2 separate regions of the Macaca mulatta genome follow, and region 2 is linked to region 1. The links are chromatin contacts, called in public Hi-C maps. All regions are on one chromosome and are shown on one strand. The core of a region is the stretch at or near the end of the contact, and the rest is flanking DNA. Distances in the headings are between cores, read along the strand shown. Region 1 overlaps PTK7 (protein tyrosine kinase 7 (inactive)). Region 2 holds the start of PTK7 (protein tyrosine kinase 7 (inactive)).

Region 1 (5,891 bases), core at 377-2,876:
CCACCTCGCCTGGCTAGTTTTTTTGTATTTTTTTAGTAGAGACGGGGTTTCACCATGTTAGCCAGGATGGTCTCGATCTCCTGACTTCGTGATCCACCCGTCTCGGCCTCCCAAAGTGCTGGGATTACAGGCTTGAGCTACCGTGCCCAGGCTGCAATAAACATCTTTAAGCCAAAGTTTTCTGGATTTAGGTTTATTTACTTTGGGAAAGATTCCCAGAATTGGAATAATTACGCATGAAAGGGGGTATGAACATTTTTATAGCCCTTGATGTGAGTTGGCAAATTGTTTTTTAAAAGGTTGGACCAATTTTGACATTTCCACCTAGAGTGAGAGAGTAGAGTTGTAGATTTTGAGGAGGAAGTAGGCTCCCTCTGCTCAGGTCTGGGGGAACTTTCTGGGAGAGGTGAGGCTCAAAATGCATCTACAGCCTGGGATGGCAAAGAGCGGGAATGGGCTCTAGGAGGGAGAAGTGACAGGCAGCGGGGTAGGGACAGGGCCAATCTGGGCCCAAACAGAGTCTGGTTTGGCAGAAGTGAAATGTCACACAGGGCAATAGGAGGAAGAGGTGAGACTGAAGAATTGGAAGGGGGTAAATAACGGGGGGCTTCTAACACCTGGCTGAGGAGTTTGGACTTTGCCTGTGTTTTGGAGTCGAGGTGAGGGACTGAGGCATTGTCAGCCATCTGTGTAACCCTGATCCTTTCCATAATTTCCCTTTGTTACTCCTGCAGATGGGAGCAGCCTTCCAGAGTGGGTGACAGACAACGCTGGGACCCTACATTTTGCCCGGGTGACTCGAGATGACGCTGGCAACTACACTTGCATTGCCTCCAATGGGCCACAGGGCCAGATTCGTGCCCATGTCCAGCTCACTGTGGCAGGTGCGACCGTGGCAGGGCCCTTCAGCTGGGAGGGCTCTTTAGGGTAGCACCATGTACCCTGCCAGCCCCTTGGCTCACTCCTCCCTGCCCCTCGCTGGTCTCTTTCCTTCCAGTTTTTATCACCTTCAAAGTAGAGCCAGAGCGCACGACTGTGTACCAGGGCCACACAGCCCTGCTGCAGTGTGAGGCCCAGGGGGACCCTAAGCCACTGATTCAGTGGAAGGGCAAGGACCGCATCCTGGACCCCACCAAGCTGGGACCCAGGTAGGGCTGCCTCCCTCCCATACCCGCCCCTCCTCTCCTGCAGTGCCCACTCCCTGCGAGCTGGCCAGCGCTGTGGCTTCTCCCCTGGCAGGATGCACATCTTCCAGAATGGCTCCCTGGTGATCCACGACGTGGCCCCTGAGGACTCAGGCCGCTACACCTGCATTGCAGGCAACAGCTGCAACATCAAGCACACGGAGGCCCCCCTCTATGTCGTGGGTATGGGCTGGGGAGGGGTGTCCTGCACAGGAAGTGGTAGACCCAGACATTTGTCACCTTGTACTCAGTCAGCCCCTGTGTACAGAACATGACACAGAAGCCATTTTTGTGGCAGAGGAGGGGATTCGGCTGTCTCACCATGCCACTGCACAGTCTTAGAGTCCTTGCTCAGAGCCGGGCTGTCGTTTATTTAACATCCCATGGTCGGTGGGTGTGTGTGTGTGTTGCAGGGGAGGGTGTTCTCTTCCTACAGTGCTGCCTCCCAGGTTCTTGCAGCAGCCACACATACCTCTGGGTGGCTGGGGAGCAGGACCAGGTCAGAATGCAGTAGGACAAGGTTCTTTTCTCCAGGAGGCCCAGAGAGAATGATGGGTCCAGTAAAAGGCCCTGTACTTAACTCTGTGCCCCTGGGAGACTTATTTCTCCTCTGGGGACTTGTTTCTACATCCACAGGTGAAGGTGGTTTAAATGAGAAGCTCTCAAACTTTCTTGGTTTGGCAGCATTATTTTTCTAGACAAAGTATAATGTGAAAGTTTAAATGGATGAAAATGAAGTGAGGAGGCCCCTTGGTGGGAGCCACTGGGGTGTGTGTGGCAGTGGGGGGATCCTGCATGTTCTCTCTCCCTTCATTCCCCCAATGCCTCTTGAGACCCCTCGGTGGGGGCCATTGAAAGGTCTCTAGACCAGCAGATCCCTTCTACAGATCTGTTCATTGAAAAACCTGCTCTGTGCCAGGCAGTGCCTGGAATTCTAAACCTGAAACTCCCAAATGTTGCTCTCGGGGCCTGGCTTACATTATCAAGTCCCTTGGGAAGCTTCTTTTTTTTTTTTTTTTTTTTTTTTTGAGACAGAGTCTCACTGTGTTGCCCAGGCTGGAGTGCAGTGGCGTGATCTCAGCTCACTGCAAGCTCCGCCTCCTGGGTTCACGTCATTCTCCCGCCTCAGCCTCCTGAGTAGCTGGGACTACAGGCGCCCGCCACCATGCCCGGCTAATTTTTTGTATGTTTTAGTAGAGACGGGGTTTCACCGTGTTAGCCAGGATGGTCTCGATCTCCTGACCTGGTGATCCACCCACCTCGGCCTCCCAAAGTGCTGGGATTACAGGCTTGAGCCACCGCGCCCGGCCGGGAAGCTTCTTAACAAATAGCGTGGGTTTGTGGTGGCTCCCTGACAGGTGTGCGTATCTGTGTCGCCTGCCTTGACTTGCGATGCAGAGCCAGCTTGGGAACCCTGGCCTCATCTCCTTCAGAGTCTTCCTTTGACCTCAGTGGGGCATGAGGACCTGCTGGCCCTTGTTAAAGCCAGTGAAGGTGGTGACCCTCCCGGGCCATCTGTTGTCCCGTTGATGGGGTTGGGAGGAGTTAGTGGAGAAGCAGGGCTTGTTTTGCTTAGCAGCGCCTGCCCAGACCCATGTGTGTGTTTCTCAGACAAGCCTGTGCCGGAGGAGTCGGAGGGCCCTGGCAGCCCTCCCCCCTACAAGATGATCCAGACCATTGGGCTGTCGGTGGGTGCCGCTGTGGCCTACATCATCGCCGTGCTGGGTCTCATGTTCTACTGCAAGAAGCGCTGCAAAGCCAAGCGGCTGCAGAAGCAGCCCGAGGGCGAGGAGCCAGAGATGGAATGCCTCAACGGTGAGGGGCCCTGGAGGGGGAGGTGGTACCCGTGTGTAGGAGCTGAGCGCCCTCCCGCGGCCACGGAGGGGAGAGCGCCAGCCCTCAGGAAACCGAGTGGCTGTTGCTGGATCTTGGAGCTGGGGCTGCCACACCCCTAGTGGGAAGCCTGGAGTTGGCTGATTCCCAGGGCCTCGGCTTCTGAGCAACCTGGCTTGAGACTTCTTCATTGGAGCCCCTGGGACCAGCTTCCTATGATTCCCTGCTGTTTCCTACTCCCAGCAGGAAACCACAGATATCATTAGTATACGTATACATGTTGCTGTTGCACGTCTTGTTTCCCCCCATGAGTCTAAGAGTTCCCCCAAGGGCAGGCTTTCCGTTTACTTCCCTTCTCCTATCCCCACTTCCCTGGACTGGGAGCTCCCTGAGGTCATTACTGGGTCTCCTATCAGCTCAGGTGTTCAGGAACAGGGGTTGGGTCTCCATTATTGTGATTTTCCCTTTGTGCCTGTTTAGGACTTTGCCCAATAGGAGGCCCCATGAAAGCAACAATCCTTATGTGTAGCTATGGTATTCAGGGACCAGTGATTCAGATTAGACGTCTGCAGTTGGCTTCATCTCAGAAGTTGTAATCAGCTGCATCACTAAGGGGTCATACCCTAGGGGATGCCCATACTTCCCCCACCCAGCCCCAGCCCCATCATTTTATCATTTGGGCTTGCCCCTTCATGTGGAGTATTGTGATTGGACCCAAGTTGTCAAGAGTGGAAGACCAGGGGACAGAACAGAAATCCCCGTGGTGGCCAGAGTGTCAGGTCTCATCGTGACGCTCCTGTCCTCCTTCTTCCCAGGTGGGCCTTTGCAGAACGGGCAGCCCTCAGCAGAGATCCAAGAGGAAGTGGCCTTGACCAGCTTGGGCTCTGGCCCCACGGCCACCAACAAACGCCACAGCACAAGTGATAAGATGCACTTCCCACGGTCCAGCCTGCAGCCTATCACCACGCTGGGTATGTCGCCTTGACTACAGCTGCCCCTGCCTAACTGCAAGTCACCCGCTGTGTCTTGAGGCTGGGTACAGGCTAGTGTTCCGAAATCCCTGAAACCTAGAATGTTAGAGATGGACGGAAGTGTAGGTAGAGATCTAGCCCAGTGTGGCCCCAGAGCCTGTTATTCACTGCCTTTGTACAGATTTTGTCATTGCTGTGTACTACCTGTAGTATTATTTACTTGATGTTTTATTTAAATTGATTCTTTAAAAAAACAGACAACAACAGAAAAGCTAAGTTACCTTTATTGTAGGAAAAAATATGAGAAATCATGGGTTTGTCATAGTTTTTTCCTAGCATACGTTAAGACATGTTTACCGTGAGCCACCAAAAATTCTCATGCGAGTCACCCTTTGGAAAATGCTGAATATTAGTCCAACCCTTTTATTTTGCTGCTGGAGACACTGAAGCCTAAGGAGGGAGGGGGTCACAGCGGAACCGGAACCGGGTCTCATGCCCAGCCCAGGTGGGTGAGTCCCCACTGTAGTAGAGGCTAGGCCCCTCCCCCAGGTCAGGAGCTGCCTCTGCCTGGGTGAAGGTGGTTGGCTGACTCAGACTGTACCCACAGGAAAGAGTGAGTTTGGGGAGGTGTTCCTGGCAAAGGCTCAGGGCTTGGAGGAGGGAGTGGCGGAGACCCTGGTACTTGTGAAGAGCCTGCAGAGCAAGGACGAGCAGCAGCAGCTGGACTTCCGGAGGGAGTTGGAGATGTTTGGGAAGCTGAACCACGCCAACGTGGTGCGGCTCCTGGGGCTCTGCCGGGAGGCTGAGCCCCATTACATGGTGCTGGAATATGTGGACCTGGTATGCTGTTGGCAGGGGACGCGGGGGTCTCGGGTAGGGAGGGCAGTGTCCTACACAGGTGGGAGTCGGGGGCTGGAGCACCGTGAAAACCTTGTCTCGTGTGGTCTCAGTCGAGACCTCACCTGCCTGCTGTTACACCTTGCCCACCTTGCGATGCTCAGCTTCTGCCTTCCCGCTCTTGGATGCCTGCGTTCCCTTTATCAGCACCCAGTCTTTCCATCTGTATCTTGGGGGAGGGGTTGGTCCTAAATTCTTCTGGGACTTCTCACTGTCACACTGCAGGGATGCCTTCCAGGTCATCTTCTCTGACTCCTGTTTTCTTTGGTTTGTTATTTTTTCCTCCCCAAAAGCTTGTCCCCACTTGAGAATAAATATATAAGAACCCACTTTCCTTCCCTCCTTCCTAGCACCACTTGTGACCTGAGTGTTACCCCAGCCACCAGCCTTCTCCTCTCCACTCAGGGCATCGTTCCCAGAGCTGTGCCTTCCTCTTCATTCCCCAACTGGTCCCAGCCCTCACCCCATGGTCCTCAAACTGCTGCTTGTCAAATCCCTAGCTCTGGGGCAAGAGCAGGCAGGAGTCCTATCAATCTTTCCATTAACAAGTACTTATGCAACTGGGCACAGTGGTTCACACTTGTAATCCCAGCACTTTGGGAAGCTGAGGCAGGAGGATCACTTGAGACTGGAGTCTGAGACCAGCCTGGTCAACATAGCAAGACTCTGTCTCTACAAAAAGTTAAAAACAAACAAACAAGTACTTATGAATGCTTGATGTATGTTTCTGCTGCTGGCGTTCTCCTCTGTTTGTTTCTATTAAATTGTAAAGCTCTGGAGGACAGGGGTTTCCTCTCCGGAATATTTGAGGACAGAGGGTAGGGGACTGTTTTCCTCTTGGCTCACTGAAGATAGGGGCTCTGCTGCCCCACCTGTCTGGAGGTTCCCCTTGGGGTAAAAATGCCAATTCTCCTCTCTTTCTGACTGAGAGAGCCTCTAGGAGACGTCTCTTGTATGTTTTTAAAGTTCTGTACTCGCAGTGAACTTTCCCCAGGAAAGGGGCCCA
Region 2 (5,239 bases), core at 1,530-4,029, 65 kb before region 1:
AAAGTGAAACTCTGTCTCAAAAAAAAGAAAAGAAAAAAAAAAAGATATGGTAAAGCAGGCAAGTAAAGTAAGCCCTTGCCTCCAACTCCTCTTGGCCCCTGATCTCTGGAGAGGTATCTTGGAGAGAAACAGGGAGGAAGTCAATGGGACAGCCATGGAGAGAGAGTTTGGGTAGAATGGGTGCCCCAACTTGGGGGATGAAGGTAGCTGAGATACTGGTTCCTGAGGCAGATAAGAAAAGTTGGGGGAGGGGATAGAGGGGAGGCAGTGATTTGATTTTGTGTGGCAGTGCTCAAGAGGCCCACAGCTTTAAGGCCACTCAGGAGGAAGAGAGGAGGCCTCATTTCTTCCATTTTCCATTGCAGCAGCAACATGAAGCGAGCAGCCTCCTTGAACTATCTGAACCAACCTAGTGCAGCACCCCTCCAGGTGAGAGCAGTGCTTGTGAGCATATTGGTGGGTGATGAAAAAAGAACAGCCAGTGAGCAAGCCCAGTGGAGTAAGGGAAGTGGGGAGAGGAGTCATCTGGGATAATGATGAGCCAGGGGATTGCAGTTATTAAGGAATCAGGCAGATAGCTTGTGGTGAGTGATGACCACCAACGGACAGTTTCAGGCCAGACATAGTAGCAAATAAGTTAATAAGGAGGGAAATAGGAATATTCTTTAAACTGGTACTTTGGAATTATGAATAATTTAAGAATTATTTGTAGATACTCATTTTTTCATCCTGCGGCTACCTTCATAGTAGATGAGAATGGAAAAAGAAAAGCATTAAATAATCCCCATCTGAGAAAACAGTAATGATATTTTAATGGCAAATGACTTCTTATATGAACACACTCAGAGTATATGCCAGTATTCATGTGGTTCTTCCAGAGAGCTTCTCCACCAGATTGTGGCCTTCTGGAAAACCCTAGCAGAGGCTAAACAAAGTCCCAGGTCCAGAGATAGACTGGTCCAGAGATGGATGTGATCCTAGGTCCAGAGATACACTGTGGCCATTGGATGGATGGACTCCAGGAGACAGTCTTTGGGAGGCTGAGGTCCCTGAACTGATGAGGTAGTGTTGTCTGTTTCAGGTCTCCCGGGGCCTCAGTGCCAGCTCCATGGATCTCTCTTCAAGCAGCTGACATTCAACCCAGTCCCCAGGTCTGCTGGGTCCCCCTACCCCTATAGCCCTCACAGCATTCCCCATTGCTCCTGGCTCTTCCCCACCCCTAGGTGGGACAGTGAAGGGGAGCAGTTTAACCAGAAGATTGCTGCTGCCCTTAGGGTTTCAGCTCCCTCCTCAGGAATCCCTCTTAGGAAGGACCCTCAGGACACCCTCTCCGCACCCTGTGGTCCTCTAGAGTAGCTAGCTCTGAGGCCCCCAAGGTGGGTACAAAGCAGGTATGGCCCTCAGAGATGCAGCCTGCTGCTGGCTTTTCAGTCAGAGGGTTGAGGGCTGGCCAGCCAAGCTGCCTTGCCTTGGCCGCTCTTATTCCCTCCCTCTGCTGTCTCACTTCAGGTCCATGTATTTCACTTTTCTTAAATAAAAGAATCAGGTAACCTTTCTGCGACTTGAGTCCTGATTGAAGAGGGTATGAAGCAGGGCTTGTGTTGGGGCCCTTCACAGAGGGTGAGGTGCAGTGATGGATGGGGCAGCAGGAGGAGTGTTGATTCTTGGATCTCTCTTCTCTTCCTCCCCTTGTTTGTATCATCTCCAGCAGGGCCTGTAGGAAGGCATCTGGGGGATGGGGAAGAAGGAGGCCCACAACCCAAGGAAAAGGTGCTGTGGACTGGGTTGTCAGGGACATGTGGTGGCCATGTGGCAGGACCCTGGAGTCCTGGCGCCACTTCTCCTGGCTGTGAGGCCCTCTGTGGCTGCCATTCGTTCTCCCAGCTGCTTGGGGGAAGGGAGGACTAAGCAGGCCTGGGGGGCCCTCCGGAGCCAGAGGGGAGACAAGGCACTATCCATCCCCTCTCAGCATATCTTGGAGGCCTGAGCAGCAGCTGGGGCCCATCTTCTAAAGCTTGACTCCTCCTGACCCGCCTCCTACACCCCTTGCTGCTTTCACAACAAAGAAAGAATGTGGGGGTGGTGGCGCGGGGGGTGGGGGGTGCCTGGAACAAGGGTTGTGCTGGGCCTCCCCACAGCTGGAGACTTGGCCATACCCTGACACAGCCCAGACTGCCTGGAGATGGACTTGGGATGAATTTGTCAGTTTAGCAGCCTTCAGCCTGGCTTTCAGAACCCAGCGTGTTTCTACCTTTGGGTTCAGATTGGTCTAGAGCCAAACCAGACCCCAGTCATGCACCCTTCAGCCCCTCTCCGGGCTACACAGCATCTTCAGGTTACTCTGCTGGGGGACATTAAGGACACCGTGCTGTTCTGGGTCTGCCTGTAAGATTTTGGGTTGCTGAAGAGTGGGTGGGGCCCACCTCTTCCGCTGCCCCCACTTGGAGAATTCTGGGGGAACTGTTGGCCAGAGCCTCCAGGTATGCACAGAATGGGCCATTCTCCCCAGGGTCCACGGCATCTCACAAGTCACTTAGGTTCTCCCGGATCCCTGCAGAGTCAGTGGTAGGTACAACAAATACTCCCCTACCCCTCTCAGGTCCCCTGCGCTCTCCTGAGCCTTGCTCTCTCTGTTCTCCATCCCTCTCCAGACCCCTCCCCCTACTGAGCTCCTCCCCGTCTCGGCGAGGAGGGGGCGTCGAGGGGGCGGGGCGCCGTGCGGGGGCCGGAGGGGAGGGGGCGTCGTGGGGCGGGGCTTGGCGGCGGCAGCGGCGGCGGCGCGCGAGGACTCCGAGGTACCGGGCGCGCGCGGCTCCGGCTCGGGACGCCTCGGGGTCGGGCTCCGGCTGCGGCTGCTGCTGCGGCGCCCGCGCTCCGGTGCGCTCTGTCTTCTGTGCCCGCCGCGGAGCGCAGTCTGCGCACCCGCTGTGCGCCCTCAGCTCCTTTTCCCGAGCCGGCCGCGATGGGAGCTACACGGGGATCCCTGGCCAGACCCCGCCGGTTGCCTCTGCTCAGCGTCCTGCTGCTGCCGCTGCTGGGCGGTGAGTCCCCGAGAGCTGAGGGCGCAGAGCTTGGGAAGCGCGGGAGTGCCCGTGGGCAAAAAGCTGCACCTGGGGAGGTGGGTTTGGGCGGCTGGAGCGGCCCTGGAGTGGTGGAGAGGCTCGCTGGGGGTGCAGGCTCGCGGCGGAAGGGCGCAAGGAACCCAGGGGCCGGGAGGCTGACGAAGCCTCCAGGGACTCGGTCAGGTCCCCCTCCCACCCGCGCCGCGGGGACGCATTTCCAGCCTCACTGAGTTTTTGTGGTCTGAGCCGAGAGTTTGCTCGAGAACTGCCGAGAGTTGCCGGCTCTCGGGCCCAGATGGGGAGTTTCTTGTCGGGGGAGAAAAGACCACCCGCACCCCCCGTGGGGGGTGCGAAGGGGAAAAGGGAGCCCCCCACCCCACCCGGCAGGGTCAGCCCAGGTAAGAGTGGCCGGTTTGGGGCCCGATGCCGGACAGACCTGCGGCGCGCAAAGCGCGGAGCTTTGTTACCTACGCTGACCCGACGCTCCCGGCTTCCCTCCTCCAAGTTCCTGGGCAAAGCCGGGACCCCAGATGGCCCTGCGGGTGAGGGCGGAAGAAGGGAAGAATTAGGGGCCGCCCCATGGCTTCTAGTTACTGGTCTGGAACCCTGCGCCCTCTCCGTGCCAGGGCCGAATCCGGGGATCCGAGGGTCCCAGGCTGTCGCGGTGACTAATGTGTGAAGGCCGCTGCCAAAATCGGGCATGGCCTGGCTGCAAAGGTACGGACGGGGTTTGTTCTGCTCCTTCCTGGATTTCCATCCTGGCTGTCCTCACAGAGGAAAGGAAATCTTTCTAAGGACAGAAAAGCAAAAAGAACTCATTCAGGTTTTTCTTGGGGGGCCTTAGTATTTTAACGCGGGTGTGGCCCTCATCACCAGGCAGACAGCACCGCCCTCCCCCCCAACTCCCGCAGCTTTTATTTCCTGGCTTGGTCACACCTAAGAGTCACCACTGAGGTGTCGAAGTGCCTTACAGGAAAGCATCAAGCCACCCGCCCATCCCAAACAGCCCGGACTGAAAATAAAGCCCCCCAGCCTCCAAAACACTCTTTGGTGGTCCTCGAAGCAGCTTTCTCTTGGGGAGCTCTGTCCAGAAGACCTGTCCTAGGTGATCACTTCCCACCTCCTTTGAAGGTGGCAATGGGAACAGCATGGGTAGGGAACTGCCTTTCTAATACCTTTCTGGCCTGCCAGCTGTGGAGGGGTTTTGGTGCTGGTGGAATCAACATCTTCCCTGCGCCCAGTTGTAAAACGAGAGGTAAATGTAACCCAGGAAAGAGAGTAAGCTCCAGGGATTTGGAGGAGGTGTTTGGAGTTGCCCCGTGTTTCTTGTGATGTGTTTGGTGGTTATTGCTCGTGGCAGAATCCACATCTGCTCCCAGAGGAAGTATGGAACTTTTTTGCACAGCCAGGATGGGGGCCCAGCCATCTGGGCGAGCAGCCCGAGCTCACAGGCCTCCTGGCTCTTCTGGTTGGGTTTTGGTGTGTGGGTCTGCCCAGTGAGGCTGCCTTCACTGCTGCTGTTCAGAGTTCTGGAGTCAAGGGGAGTTTCTGGTGAAGATGGGGCTCTTGCTCAACAAATGCTAAATTCCTAAATTCCTTTCATGAGAAAATGACTCTGATGTTAATTGACTTAATCTGGTGACTAGTGTTTAGTGTGTGCGTGTGGAGGGGGGGGATCCTGTTGGGGGAAGTTAGGGCAGGCTGAGTGAGGGCTTAGGGCAGGAGGTCTGTAGTCTCCTTAGGGGTGGGGGGATGTCTTGTGCTCAACAAAGAAACATTTTAATGAGAGCCTTAAATCAGTTCCACCAAATGTGCCTTGTTGTGGAACCTGTCCATGTGCTGTAAACAATTTCAGCAGAGGCCGAGGTGCCTGTTGTCTTCTAGTGAAATCCTGGGACTCAACCCACCCCCAGACGCATGATTTCAGGGGGCAACGATTTTTTTAATAGATCACAGTAGATTTTTCCATCTCATTGTTTGTGTAATTAACTGGAGTTGTAGTGAGATCCCACTGTTAATAAGGCTGGAGTAAGGAACCTAGGCTGGCTAGGTTTGTGGATTAGACCATTTTAAAGTCTGGGTAATTATGCCATAAATGGCTGAGTTACTTTCTGCACTTTAAGATGCTGTTGTAATAGATATGGAGGAGGAAGAGGAGGAGGTAGAGGAAGAGGAGG

What was found. A called contact is a pair of places that touch in the nucleus more often than the background predicts.
Region 2: a Hi-C map of CD4 T cells shows a contact between it and region 1, with 5 times the contacts expected there. The contact joins the promoter of PTK7 here to the enhancer-like site in region 1. A contact is called at or near these places in 4 of 14 Hi-C or Micro-C datasets (CD4 T cells, blood, fetal cortex germinal zone and 1 more).

Annotation. Positions count from the first base shown.
Region 1 is chr4:138,983,301-138,989,191 of T2T-MMU8v2.0, reverse strand. It overlaps PTK7 (protein tyrosine kinase 7 (inactive)), which reads left to right. Exons shown (of 20, transcript NM_001261579.1): 11 at 735-884; 12 at 998-1,148; 13 at 1,240-1,367; 14 at 2,796-2,999; 15 at 3,833-3,988; 16 at 4,596-4,828. It also overlaps a transcript of MEA1 not described here. Among named protein-coding and RNA genes, the nearest start is that of SRF, 27 kb to the right of the region's middle. Within about 2 kb of position 1,626, at least 16 of the 40 cell types and tissues checked have an H3K27ac peak or open chromatin away from gene starts, as enhancers often do. A contact at or near this core is called in CD4 T cells, where this site is marked.
Region 2 is chr4:139,050,280-139,055,518 of T2T-MMU8v2.0, reverse strand. It overlaps PTK7 (protein tyrosine kinase 7 (inactive)), which reads left to right and starts at 2,779. Exons shown (of 20, transcript NM_001261579.1): 1 at 2,779-3,041. The coding sequence starts at 2,963. It overlaps KLC4 (kinesin light chain 4), which reads left to right. Exons shown (of 16, transcript XR_013416388.1): 15 at 366-429; 16 at 1,082-1,554. It also overlaps a transcript of MEA1 not described here.